Regions from separate parts of the Mus musculus genome. Here region 1 is linked to region 2. A link is a contact called in public HiChIP or PLAC-seq data. All regions are on one chromosome and are shown on one strand. The core of a region is the stretch at or near the end of the contact, and the rest is flanking DNA. Distances in the headings are between cores, read along the strand shown.

Region 1 (5,973 bases), core at 2,357-4,856, 160 kb before region 2:
AAGACTGCTCAGAGGAGCCCGGCTGTGTGGAGGAATCTGGACTCGATCCCAAGAGCAGTAGGAAGCCACCGAAGCTGTGGCTGTGAGCGCTATAATCCTACATCACCGGATAACGTTTTCACTTCGTTTTCTGGTTGGAAAAAAGCTGATTGCCATGATGACTTTTTTTTTCTATGTAGGGTTTTTTTTTTTTTTCAGATGTAGAAAATAAGAAAGCAATAGAATATGTGTGTGTGTGCGTGTTTTCTTTCTTCAGATGTAGAAAATAAGAAAGCAATAGAATATGTGTGTGTGTGCGTGTTTTCTTTCTTCAGATGTAGAAAATAAGAAAGCGTTGGAATACGTGTTTATTCTCAGGGTTAAATGTGCCCAACAGATGCAAATTGCCTCGCGTTTTCTGTGTGGTCTATAAATGGCAATTCCCTTATCTTTTCCTCTAAATTCCATTTCATAATTTCTGCTATTTCGGGAGCACGGAAGGCGAGCCATCCTCCCTGCAGACTGAGGATAAATTTCACTAGAAGGACAATGAGTCAATGTGCCTCGTGATTTGATGGGTTCGGGGCATCAAAAAGGGGGTTCTTTGGGGCCGGAGAGATGGTTCAGCGGTTAAGAGCACTGTCTGCTCTTCCAGACCATCCTGAGCTCAATTCCCAGCAGCCACATGGTGGCTCACAACCATCTGTAATGGGATCTGGCGCCCTCTACTGGTGTGTCAGCAGCAGAATGCTAATATATGTTAAATAAATCTTAATAATAATAATAATAAAAAGGTTGTTGTTTTACTAACTTATTATACAAATAGCAAGCTCCTCCTGACCAGGAAACATACCTTTTGCTTTATAGATGTGAAATTTGCATTCAACTTTTCAAAATATTATTTTTAAATTGCGTGCATGGACAGTGTGCATGCATGTGAGTACAGGTGCTGACACCTCTGGAGCTGGTGGTATAGGGTATCGTGAGCCATCCAACATAGGTGCCGGGACATGAACTTGGATCTTCTGCAAGCTTCCTCACGATGAGCCATCTCTCTAGCCCCAACATTTTTTGGTTCTAACCTTTTGAAACAGAGGCTCTCACTATGTTGCCCAACCAGTTCTCAAACCTGCTTGCTCCGGCCCAAGGATTTATTATTATATGTAAGTACACTGTCGCTGTCTTCAGACACACCAGAAGAGGGCATCAGATCCCATTACTGATGATTGTGAGCCACCATGTGGCTGCTGGGATTTGAACTCAGGACCTTCGGAAGAGCAGTCAGTGCTCTTAACCGCTGAGCCATCTCTCCAGCCCCCAAATTCACCTTTTTTGAAAGTACATTTATTTCATAAAAATAAAACCCCAGTCCTACTCAGCTCATGTCTGTTGTTCCTCGCAAAACTCGCTGGCCACACGGACTCAGGATTATTTGCTGGATTGATTTACATAGTGGAATATATTTTCTGTTAATTCTCGACTCCAGGGCATCAGTTCTGGAGTTTTCTCTTTATAGTTGTGCTAACATGAATTCTGATGGCACGGAAAAGCTTGTTCTCAGAATTATATTTAGCTCATACAAACTCCACTGCACAATTATGTTGTAAAGAGGATTTAGACTTTCTCCTTACGTTGTTATCATTGCTTTGGGAAAAGGTAAATGCAGAGACTGGCAACGGGAAGCCGTAGCCTGCCGTATTGTTGGTTCTGTTTGTTTAGCGCGGTGCAGGGTCTAGCACATACTGATGTGACCTGGTGGGTGTGTCACGCAGGGTCTATTGAAGACACAGATGGCATGCTCAAATTAGACTATCAGAGGAGGATTTAATAAAGGGACGATTTACAAGGTTTTGGGAGGGCACAAGGAAACCGTATGATTGATACAATGTTCAAGGAGGTAGAAAGAGCCTGCCACCGCTCGAAGATGTGACAGCGGAGGAGGAAGTTACAGAACCCAGAAAGGGAGGATTCTGGGAGCCAGGCTCTTTTCTTTCTTTCTTTCTTTCTTTCTTTCTTTCTTTCTTTCTTTCTTTCTTTCTTTCTTTCTTTCTTTCTTTCTTTCTTCCTTCCTTCCTTCCTTCCTTCCTTTCTTTCTTTCTTTCTTTCTTTCTTTCTTTCTTTCTTTCTTTCTTTCTTTCTTTCTTTCTTTCTTTCGAGACAGGGTTTCTCTGTGTAGCCCTGGCTGTCCTGGTACTCACTCTGTACACCAGGCTAGCCTCGAACTCAGAAATCTGCCTGCCTCTGCCTCCCGAGTGGCCAGGCTCCTTTGAAGAGGGGGCAACCTTCTATCCAAAGACTCTGCCAACCCGAGGCAGGGAAGGAGCTGGGGATACTGAACCACTACCTTTATCCTCTGCTCTGTCTTCTGCTGCTCCCAAGAGCCGGAGGGCGAGGGAGGGCAAGGGAGCAAAACCGAGGACAGAATAGTATGAAGAAGAATAGGAAAGTGAGAGGGTACCAAGATGTCGCCATAGGTGATAGCTATTGCTGACCAGAGTTTGGTTGCTGGTGCCCTGACACATGGTAGAAGGGAAGGACCAACTAACACACACTAACACACACACACACACACACACACACACACACACACACAGAGAGAGAGAGAGAGAGAGAGAGAGAGATCCCCTAGCCTCTAAAGCACTTTCTAGAGTTCAGAATAGAAATAGTAAGATGACCCCCACTGGTTCTGAGATCAGATGTTACTTCCCTAAAAGCAAGCGAGAGAGGTCAGACAGAGCAGGCAGGTTCTGAAGCTGGGGTTGGGGGTGCCAATTATGTTCCATTCTATGGCTGTGCCCTTTGGGTACCGGCGGAATGGTCATTTCTCAAGCAGAGAAGCCAGAAAGGTTTGCCAGCACAATTTTGGAAATAGACTCGTTTTTATGAATGGAGTGAATTATGGTTTTGCATGGATTTATTTCGCGGCGGGTGGGTATGTGCCCTTATGGAGGTCAGAGGACTGTTAGCTGAAGTTGGTTCTTTTCTTCTACCACGTGGCTCACCGCGTTGCGGCCCAGGAGCTGCTGTTACCATCTGAGCTGACTCTGTGAGTCCTGGGCTCCTTTTTTCTGAGCCTGTGAAATCACTCCCCTTCCTTGATGAATCCTCCAGGAAGAGGAGGGGACTGGTCTCCTTTGGGGCCATGACTTTGACAAACAAATCAATTCGTTCCCATTTGTCTCCCTTTTGAAAACAAGCAATCCTCCCGCGTTACATAATCGAATCTTCATGGCTCGCTGGTCTGTTCTGTGTCCTCTTGAGGAATCGGCAGATGGTGCTAAGGCAGAGACCCGCGCGCGCACGCCTCGCCAGCCTCCCGACAGAGCCGCTCACAGTGTCGTCTGCCTCAGCTGTGGGGTCCCTCGCTGCCCTTTGTTTCCTCTGGATCAGTTTGCACTTTCTCATTCCTTTAGGCGCCGCTGGCTTCTTGCCTCCAGCGACCATTCCAAGATTAATTGAAAATGCTGAAAGCCGATAAAATTAAAAGAGAGAGAGAGAGAGAGAGAGAGAGAGAGAGAGAGAGAGAACAGAAAGTGAAGTCGAAAGGGCTCCCCCACCCCACCCCGACCCCTCAAGAGCCCTCCTCCGTTTTAGCTACAGACTTCTACATCCAGCCTGGACCCTGTGTAGTCTGTATTGTTAAATTAGAACGAGGATGGAAACGGGACTGCCCAGACTCAGAGGGTAGGGAGATCTGCCCAGTGACATGGTATCTCAAAAGTGTACCCCAGAGCAAGTCACATCCTCGTAGAAATGATTGTTCCCTAGATAGGGTGGTTCCCTTAGACCAGTTCTGTCACCTTTGCTTGGGAAAAATGATGTCATGCATGACTCTGTAGGGTGGAGAGCCTCCCCAGCTAGGCCCTCAGACGGAAGGAAGCACAGTATTTGGATGCTCTTGCAGAGGCACGGCGGTTTATGCCGGCTCTCAGAAGCAAAGGCGCTTAGCTTTGTGCGAGTTTGAATACGAAATAGTCCTTGCCCAGAGGTAAACCCACCTTGGAGAACTCCAGGTGCCTCACCTGGTGGCTACTTCAGTCTGGTGAGAGGCTCCCGTTCTGGGAAATTTAAAGGCTCTCTGCTTTTCCGTGTGGTGCCGTGGGCTTCTTTGTTACCAAACCCACTTTGTTTGCAAGCCATGCAGAACCGCTAAGTAGGACTGCTTGATGCGGGGCCAGGCACAGCTCCAAGCGCCACAGATGTAACCGCCCTGTTCCCAGACCGCAATGTTGGCTGACTCTGATCATGGGCGGAAACTTCCGGTGATTAAAGGATAGAACTCTCCTGACCAGGACAAAAAAAAAAAAAAAAAAAAACCAAACCGTAGCTGGTTCCTGAAGGTCATCTGTCCATTGATCGATCGTTACAGGCCACTCAGGGTCCTGGCTGTGTATACAAAGGAAATGGTCTGTCTGAGGGAGAAAAACGGCTAGGCAGGCTGGTCTTCGAATGACCATCCATCCTCTACTGAATCTGCGCATCGGAGATGAATTCTTTTTCATTTAAGGATAATCTTGAACTCCTGATCCTGCTGCCTCTTCGTAAGGGACGTTGGGGTTACAGGCATGCACAGTATGACACCCAGACTTACATAGGCTGGTGCTGAACCCACCAGGATTTAGTGCATGCTAGGCACTCACTCTACCTACTGAGCTACATTGCAACCCCTAAGAATAATTAGAATTTTCAATAAAGCTCTTAAACAAAACAAAACAAAACAAAACAAAACAAAACAAAACAAAACAAAAACAGAGCCGGGCGTGGTGGCGCACGCCTTTAATCCTAGCACTTGGGAGGCAGAGGCAGGTAGATTTCTGAGTTCGAGGCCAGCCTGGTCTATAAAGTGAGTTCCAGGATAGCCAGGGCTACACAGAGAAACCCTGTCTCTAAAACAAACAAACAAACAACAAACAAATAAAAACAAAAAACCCCAAAACACAAAACAAAACAAAAAACCAGGGTCTCTCATGTAGCTCAGGCTGACTTTGAACTTGTTATATAGCCAAGGATGACCTTGGATTATCAATCCTCCCACTTCTACCTCCCAAATGCTGGCCTTACAGGTGTGCCCTACCACCCCCACTTTCATTTTGATTCTTTTTATTTGTTACTCTCTCACTCCTTAGTGAGAGCTGATAAGACAGCTCAGAGAGTAAACCTACCCGCAGAGAAGCTTAACAACCTGTTTGATTCCCAAGACACTCATGGTGGAGAGAACCGGCCCGCGAAAGTTGACCTCTGACCGCTCTACACCATGGCACATGCTCGTGCGTACCACATACACACTAAATAAATAAACGTAATAGATTTAAAAATGAGTGTTAGGGATGGAGAATGGCTTGGGAGTTGAGAACACTGGCTGCTCTTCCAGAGGACCCAGGTTCAATTCCCAATACCTTCACAACAGCTCACAGCTGTCTATGGCTCCAGCTCCAGGGGATCTGAGACCCTCACACCTGCCCACATACAGACAGAACACTAATACAAATGAAATACAAAAGTCACCAGGGGGCTGGAGCGATGGCTCAGTGGTTAAGAGCACTGACTGCTCTTCCAGAGGTCCTGAGTTCAATTCCCAGCAACCACGTGGTGGCTCACAACCATCTGTAATGGGATCTGATGCCCTCTTCTGGTGTGTCTGAAGACAGCTACAGTGTACTTAGATATAACAATAAATAAATCTTTTTTTGATGTTGTTGTTTTGGTTTGGTTTTGGTTTTTGAGACAGGGTTTCTCTGTATAGCCCTGGCTGTCCTGGAACTCACTTTGTAGACCAGGCTGGCCTCGAACTCGGAAATCTGCCTGCCTCTGCCTCCCGAGTGCTGGGATTAAGGGCGTGTGCCACCACGCCTGGCTAAATCTTTTTTTTTAAAGTATAAAACAACAACAACAACACCAAAAGTCGCCAGGTTACAAAGCACATCTGCCCTAGCTCTGGGCAGAAAATGGGTTTTTCATTCCTTCCCTTGAAGGAACAACCAAAGGAACGACCCT
Region 2 (5,167 bases), core at 2,327-4,826:
CACTTCATTTAAAAAAAAATCCTAAGAAAATGCTTTCCAGGGGCTGGTGAGATGGCTCAGTGGTTAAGAGCACTGACTGATCTTCCGAAGGTACTGAGTTTAAATCCCAACAACCACATAATGAGATCTGGTGCCCTCTTCCGGGGTGTCTGACATATAATAAATAAATATTTTTTTTAAATGCTTTCCTAGTTTCAATTTCTTGCCTAAAAGTCTCTTTCCTTCTTTTACCTCTTAAAAGATATGTTCTGAAAAGCTAAAAATATCCTAGAATACAATATCCTTACATGTCTTACCTGAAACACAACACAATTTGTGTGGTCGTCCAATATTAGCAACACAGACTCCAAAACTATGTCCACAAGCCCCCTCTATTTGAAGAGCACAAAGACAGCTGGCCTAGGACAACGAGAGAGGTGAATGATCCTCACGGGCTATCAGCCTGTCACCTGAAGGCAGCTTCCACTTGTTCCACAAATACTACAGATACCTTGGGAATCCTCACCATAGCTGATGCTCTAACTCTGGCAACCTGCCTTGCAACACAAGTGCTTTATGTGCAGCTGCCATTGCAGAAGGCAGCTAATCATCATGTTCTACTTCTTACTTTTTATAGGATTTCAAACTAATCCACATTTCAAAAACGAAGAAAACACTCATCACAGATACAGACAGACGTCTGTACCGTCATATACACAGTATGTATCCTAGATTGCCTCCAAGGTTGGCCACTAAGGACACAGTCTACTCTTCCACACACCTGGGCTCCCAATGTTCCCATCAACAGGCAGACAGTCTTCCTTCCCCTTGGAACCTGGGCTTCTTCGCTTTGTGCTCCTTGTGGTTATATTCATTCAGAGCCTAGGCAGATGCCATTTTTGTTTACTTGGAGCCCTGAGCTGACAGGTAAGGACGTTCAGGCTCTACAGACAGAGGAAAAGATAACACAAGAGACCTACTGAAGAAGACAGCCAACTTCAAGGCTCCCGTTATGATCTCTAAGGTCAGGAGAGTTCAATATATATCATGGAGAACGAAGACAAGTCACCCCCAATGAGCCCTTCACAAAACCACTACTGTACACATGGCTTTAAAAGGACAAAACTTTAGAAATGGCATGAGCATTGCTGGTCACCAGGGGTTGGGGACCAGAGAGGAGAGGCCTAGGTCAGCACTGGTAATCAGAATGGTTTGGGGAGTGCTGGAAAGGGGACACAGGAGTGTGTACAGTGCAGGCCAGGGAGGAAGTTGTGCACACCGCCCTCTTACACACACACACAGGTGCTAAGGGACTTGCAGGAACCCGAGTAAAACCACTGCACTGTATCAACACCTGTGCCTGTATCTTCGAGGCTCTTCCCCACTTCTTCCTCTATAAGTTTCAGTGTCTCTGGATTTATGTGAAATTCCTTGATCCACTTAGACTTGAGCTTTGTACAAGGAAATAAGAATGGATCAATTTACATTCTTCTACATGATAACCGCCAGTTGAGCCAGCACCATTTGTTGAAAATGCTGTCTTTTTTCCACTGGATGGTTTTAGCTCCTTTGTAAAAGATCAAGTGACCATAGGTATGTGGGTTCATTTCTGGGTCTTCAATTCTATTCCACTGATCTCTGTCTGTCTCTGTATCAGTACCATGCAGTTTTGTTTTGGTTTGGTTTGGTTTGGTTTTTGGAGCCAGGGTTTCTCTGTATAGCCCTAGCTGTCCTGGAACTCACTCTTCAGACCAGGCTGGCCTCAAAACTCAGAAATCCGCCTGCCTCTGCCTCCCAAGTGCTGGGATTAAAGGCGTGCGCCACCAATGCCCGGCTACCATGCAGTTTTTAATCACAATTGCTCTGTAGTACAGCTTGAGGTCAGGCATGGTGATTCCACCAGAGTTTCTTTTACTGTTGAGAATAGTTTTTGCTACCCTAGTTTTTTTGGTTATTCCAGATGAATTTGCAAGTTGCCCTTTCTAACTCAATGAAGAACTGAGTTGGAATTTTGATGGGGATTGCATTGAACCTGTAGATTGCTTTCCACAAGATAGTCATTTTGACTATATTAATCCTGCCAATCCATGAGCATGGGAGATCTTTCCATCTTCTGAGATCATCTTCGATTTCTTTCTTCAGAGACTTAAAGTTGTTATCATACAGATCTTTCACTTCCTTAGTTAGAGTCACACCAAGGTATTTTATATTATTTGCGACTATTCTCTCAGCCTGTTTATCCTTTGTGTAGAGAAAGACCACTGATTTGTTTGAGTTAATTTTATATCCAGCTACTTCACTGAAGTTGTTTATCTGTGGAATATTTAGGAGTTTTCTGGTGGAATATTTAGGGTCACTTATATATACTATATTAAATAGGTAGGGAGAAAGTGGACAGCCTTGTCTAGTCCCTGATTTTAGTGGGATTGCTTCAAGTTTTCTACTTTTCTGAGACTGACACATGATAACATAATCACTACCTCCATTTAAGTTACGGGACACCTTACAGTAAAGTTTTATAGTGTTATCATTGGGTGACTCTAGGTAAAGGGAGTATGAGATTCATTTATTTTTTAAATTGCAAGTCAGTCTACAGATAACCCAGTAAAAATTTCAATAAGAGATAGTGAAACTCTAACTTTGACATGGCTTAGGCATCAGGGTAGGGGTTAGTTAGACAAGAGTTTGAGGCTGTAGCAATAGATGACTGGTACAGGCTGTAATAGTTTCATGAAATCTGTTACTTTAGCTTTATAAGAAAAGACTAATTGGGAACATATCTGATGCTAACAAGAGTGATAGTATTAGTTTAGTACAGTATTTTTGCTTAGTTTGTTTGCATTTAACCATATAGTTCTCAATAACACGTAACAATTATCCCTTCAACCGGCTAAAAGAAATGGGAGACAAACGCCAAACACAGAAGAAATAGCATTAACAAAGTGTCTTAGTCAGGGTTTCTATTCCTGCACAAACATCATGACCAAGAAGCAAGTTGGGGAGGAAAGGGTTTATTCGGCTTACACTTCCATACTGCATTCATCACCAAGGAAGTCAGGACTGGAACTCAAGCAGGTCAGGAAGTAGGAGCTGATGCAGAGGCCATGGAGGGATGTTCTTTACTGACTTGCTTCCCCTGGCTTGCTCAGCCTGCTCTCTTATAGAACCAAGACTGCCAGCCCAGAGATGGTCCCACCCACAAGGGGCCTTTCCCCCTTGATCACTAACTGAGAAAATGCCCTACAGCTGGATCTCATGGAGGCATTTCCTCAACTGAAGCTCCTTTCTCTGTGATAACTCCAGCTGTGTCAAGTTGACACAAAACTAGCCAGTACACAAAGATATACTTTCGCTGCATTTTAGCAACCTTGACATTGAAGTACATTTTAAAATTGGCAGCATATTTTTTCTTTAGTGACATACAAAGAATGGGTCATTTAAAATCAATTTTCAATTAGTTGAAACAAATGATGTTCATACCACTGAGTTCAAATTAGCTGCATTTCAAACTAAACAACTGCTTGCAGTGTATGATGTGTAGACCTTGAGAATGAGCACATCTATCCTAACACTGTATATCCATTATGAAAAGGAGGCGAGATCCCTACAAGCAACAGAGCAACTTCTGCCAAGGCAACTTAGCAGGCAAGCAGCCAGCCACACAGCATTCCCAGAATGCCCACTGTATCTCTGCACTGTGACCTACCTACCTACCTACCTCCCCCACCCCCCACCTTAACAAAGGGAAGGCAAAAACAAAAGAAAGCAGAGCTCCAACCTGGCAGGGGAGCAAGCCTCCTTCCCACCTGCTTTCTTAACTTTTTATTGATTCTTTGTGAATTTCATGGTCCTGAAAACTGTAGTCACTGTTTCCAGTGTAGAAACTGTAGTACCACTGTGAGTCATACTGTGTCACAGTGTGATAGTGTGTCTCAGTGTGTCCACAGTACACCCTTTGTCCACACATCTTTACTTGCAAATGTTCACTGCAGTGAGTCACTGGTCTAGTTTGTGGCCTCTGACTTCTGCTACACTGTTAATACTGGATCCTCATCAGGACTCCTCAATTACCCTGTTGTTGCCCGTGTCATGGAGGTCCTGCAGCTTTGGATCTGCGGGGCTGGCCTCTTTGTGTACTCCAGCAGTTCATCAGTGGGGCAGATGCTTTGAGTTGGGTGGGCCAACTCAAAGCCCTGATCTCTGCCTAGGTGGGAGCTGAGTTGGCAAGGCTGCCAGTTCTCCCGAATCTTGGTACAGAATCTTGACTGGGGAGTGGGGGATCCTGGAGATTGAACCTGGGGCTTTGTGCAGGCCAAGGATTCTATCACTGAGTCAGGTGATATTTAAAATAACTTATTTTCCAATTTTGCCTGTAATCACAAGTAGCAAGGCAATTAAAATTTGACAATACCAAGAAGGCACAGTAGAAATTTCGGGTGGGGGCTGGTGAGATGGCTCAGTGGGTAAGAGCACCCGACTGCTCTTCCGAAGGTCCAGAGTTCAAATCCCAGCAACCACATGGTGGCTCACAACCATCTGTAACGAGATCTGACTCCCTCTTCTGGAGTGTCTGAAGACAGCTACAGTGTACTTACATATAATAAATAAATAAATCTTTAAAAAAAAAAAGAAAAAAGAAAAAAGAAATTCCGGGTGGAACATATGGGAAATCTTCTTAAAAGAAAATATGACCTTCCTCCCTTCTACATGGACCATAAAAATAAAGTCAACCAGCCAGTTGGCTCCCAATGGCCTGGTAAGAAATAGCCCACTACAAGGCCCGTGTGTTAATGGCTTGGTCCTCACCTGGTGAATTGACTAAGGAGTGATTGGACAATGAAGACTGACCTGACCTAATCAGCAGATCAGACTCACCACAACTAATGGAATCATAACTTGACAGCGCTGTTGGGAGGAGGTGGACACTAAGTTGGGGGCTCAGAAAGCAAGCTGGCAAGGAGCCCTTTAGGGGATATGCTGATCCTGGATCCCTTCTGTCCCTCTGCTTCCCAACTGCCTGTGCTGAGCAGTGTCCTCGTTATGCCCATATACCATATCTCCGCTGTGCTGCAGACCAAACAGAAAGGCTGTTCGTCACGAATCAAGACCTCTGAAGCTATGAGCCAAAGTAAATCCTTCCTCCCCTGGGGTGGTTTCTGTCCCAGCCACAGAAACTAACACGTGGCAG

What was found. HiChIP or PLAC-seq counts read pairs in DNA pulled down with a chosen protein or histone mark.
Region 1: a FOXA1 HiChIP or PLAC-seq map of pancreatic cancer cells shows a contact between it and region 2. The contact joins two enhancer-like sites. A contact is called at or near these places in 4 of 39 promoter capture datasets (the C10 cell line, cranial neural crest, frontonasal cranial neural crest and 1 more), 1 of 115 datasets of contacts at active chromatin or transcription factors (pancreatic cancer cells) and 2 of 9 other capture datasets (liver and pancreatic islet).

What each region holds. Positions count from the first base shown.
Region 1 is chr5:115,202,159-115,208,131 of GRCm38.p6, reverse strand. Gm35515 (a long non-coding RNA gene) reads right to left here. Exons shown (of 3, transcript XR_387599.4): 2 at 3,978-4,263; 3 at 2,876-3,443. Among named protein-coding and RNA genes, the nearest start is that of Cabp1, 11 kb to the right of the region's middle. Within about 2 kb of position 3,606, at least 103 of the 459 cell types and tissues checked have an H3K27ac peak or open chromatin away from gene starts, as enhancers often do. A contact at or near this core is called in pancreatic cancer cells, where this site is marked.
Region 2 is chr5:115,044,115-115,049,281 of GRCm38.p6, reverse strand. All of the region lies in intron 1 of Sppl3 (signal peptide peptidase 3), which reads right to left. Among named protein-coding and RNA genes, the nearest start is that of Sppl3, 35 kb to the right of the region's middle. Within about 2 kb of position 3,576, at least 28 of the 459 cell types and tissues checked have an H3K27ac peak or open chromatin away from gene starts, as enhancers often do. A contact at or near this core is called in pancreatic cancer cells, where this site is marked.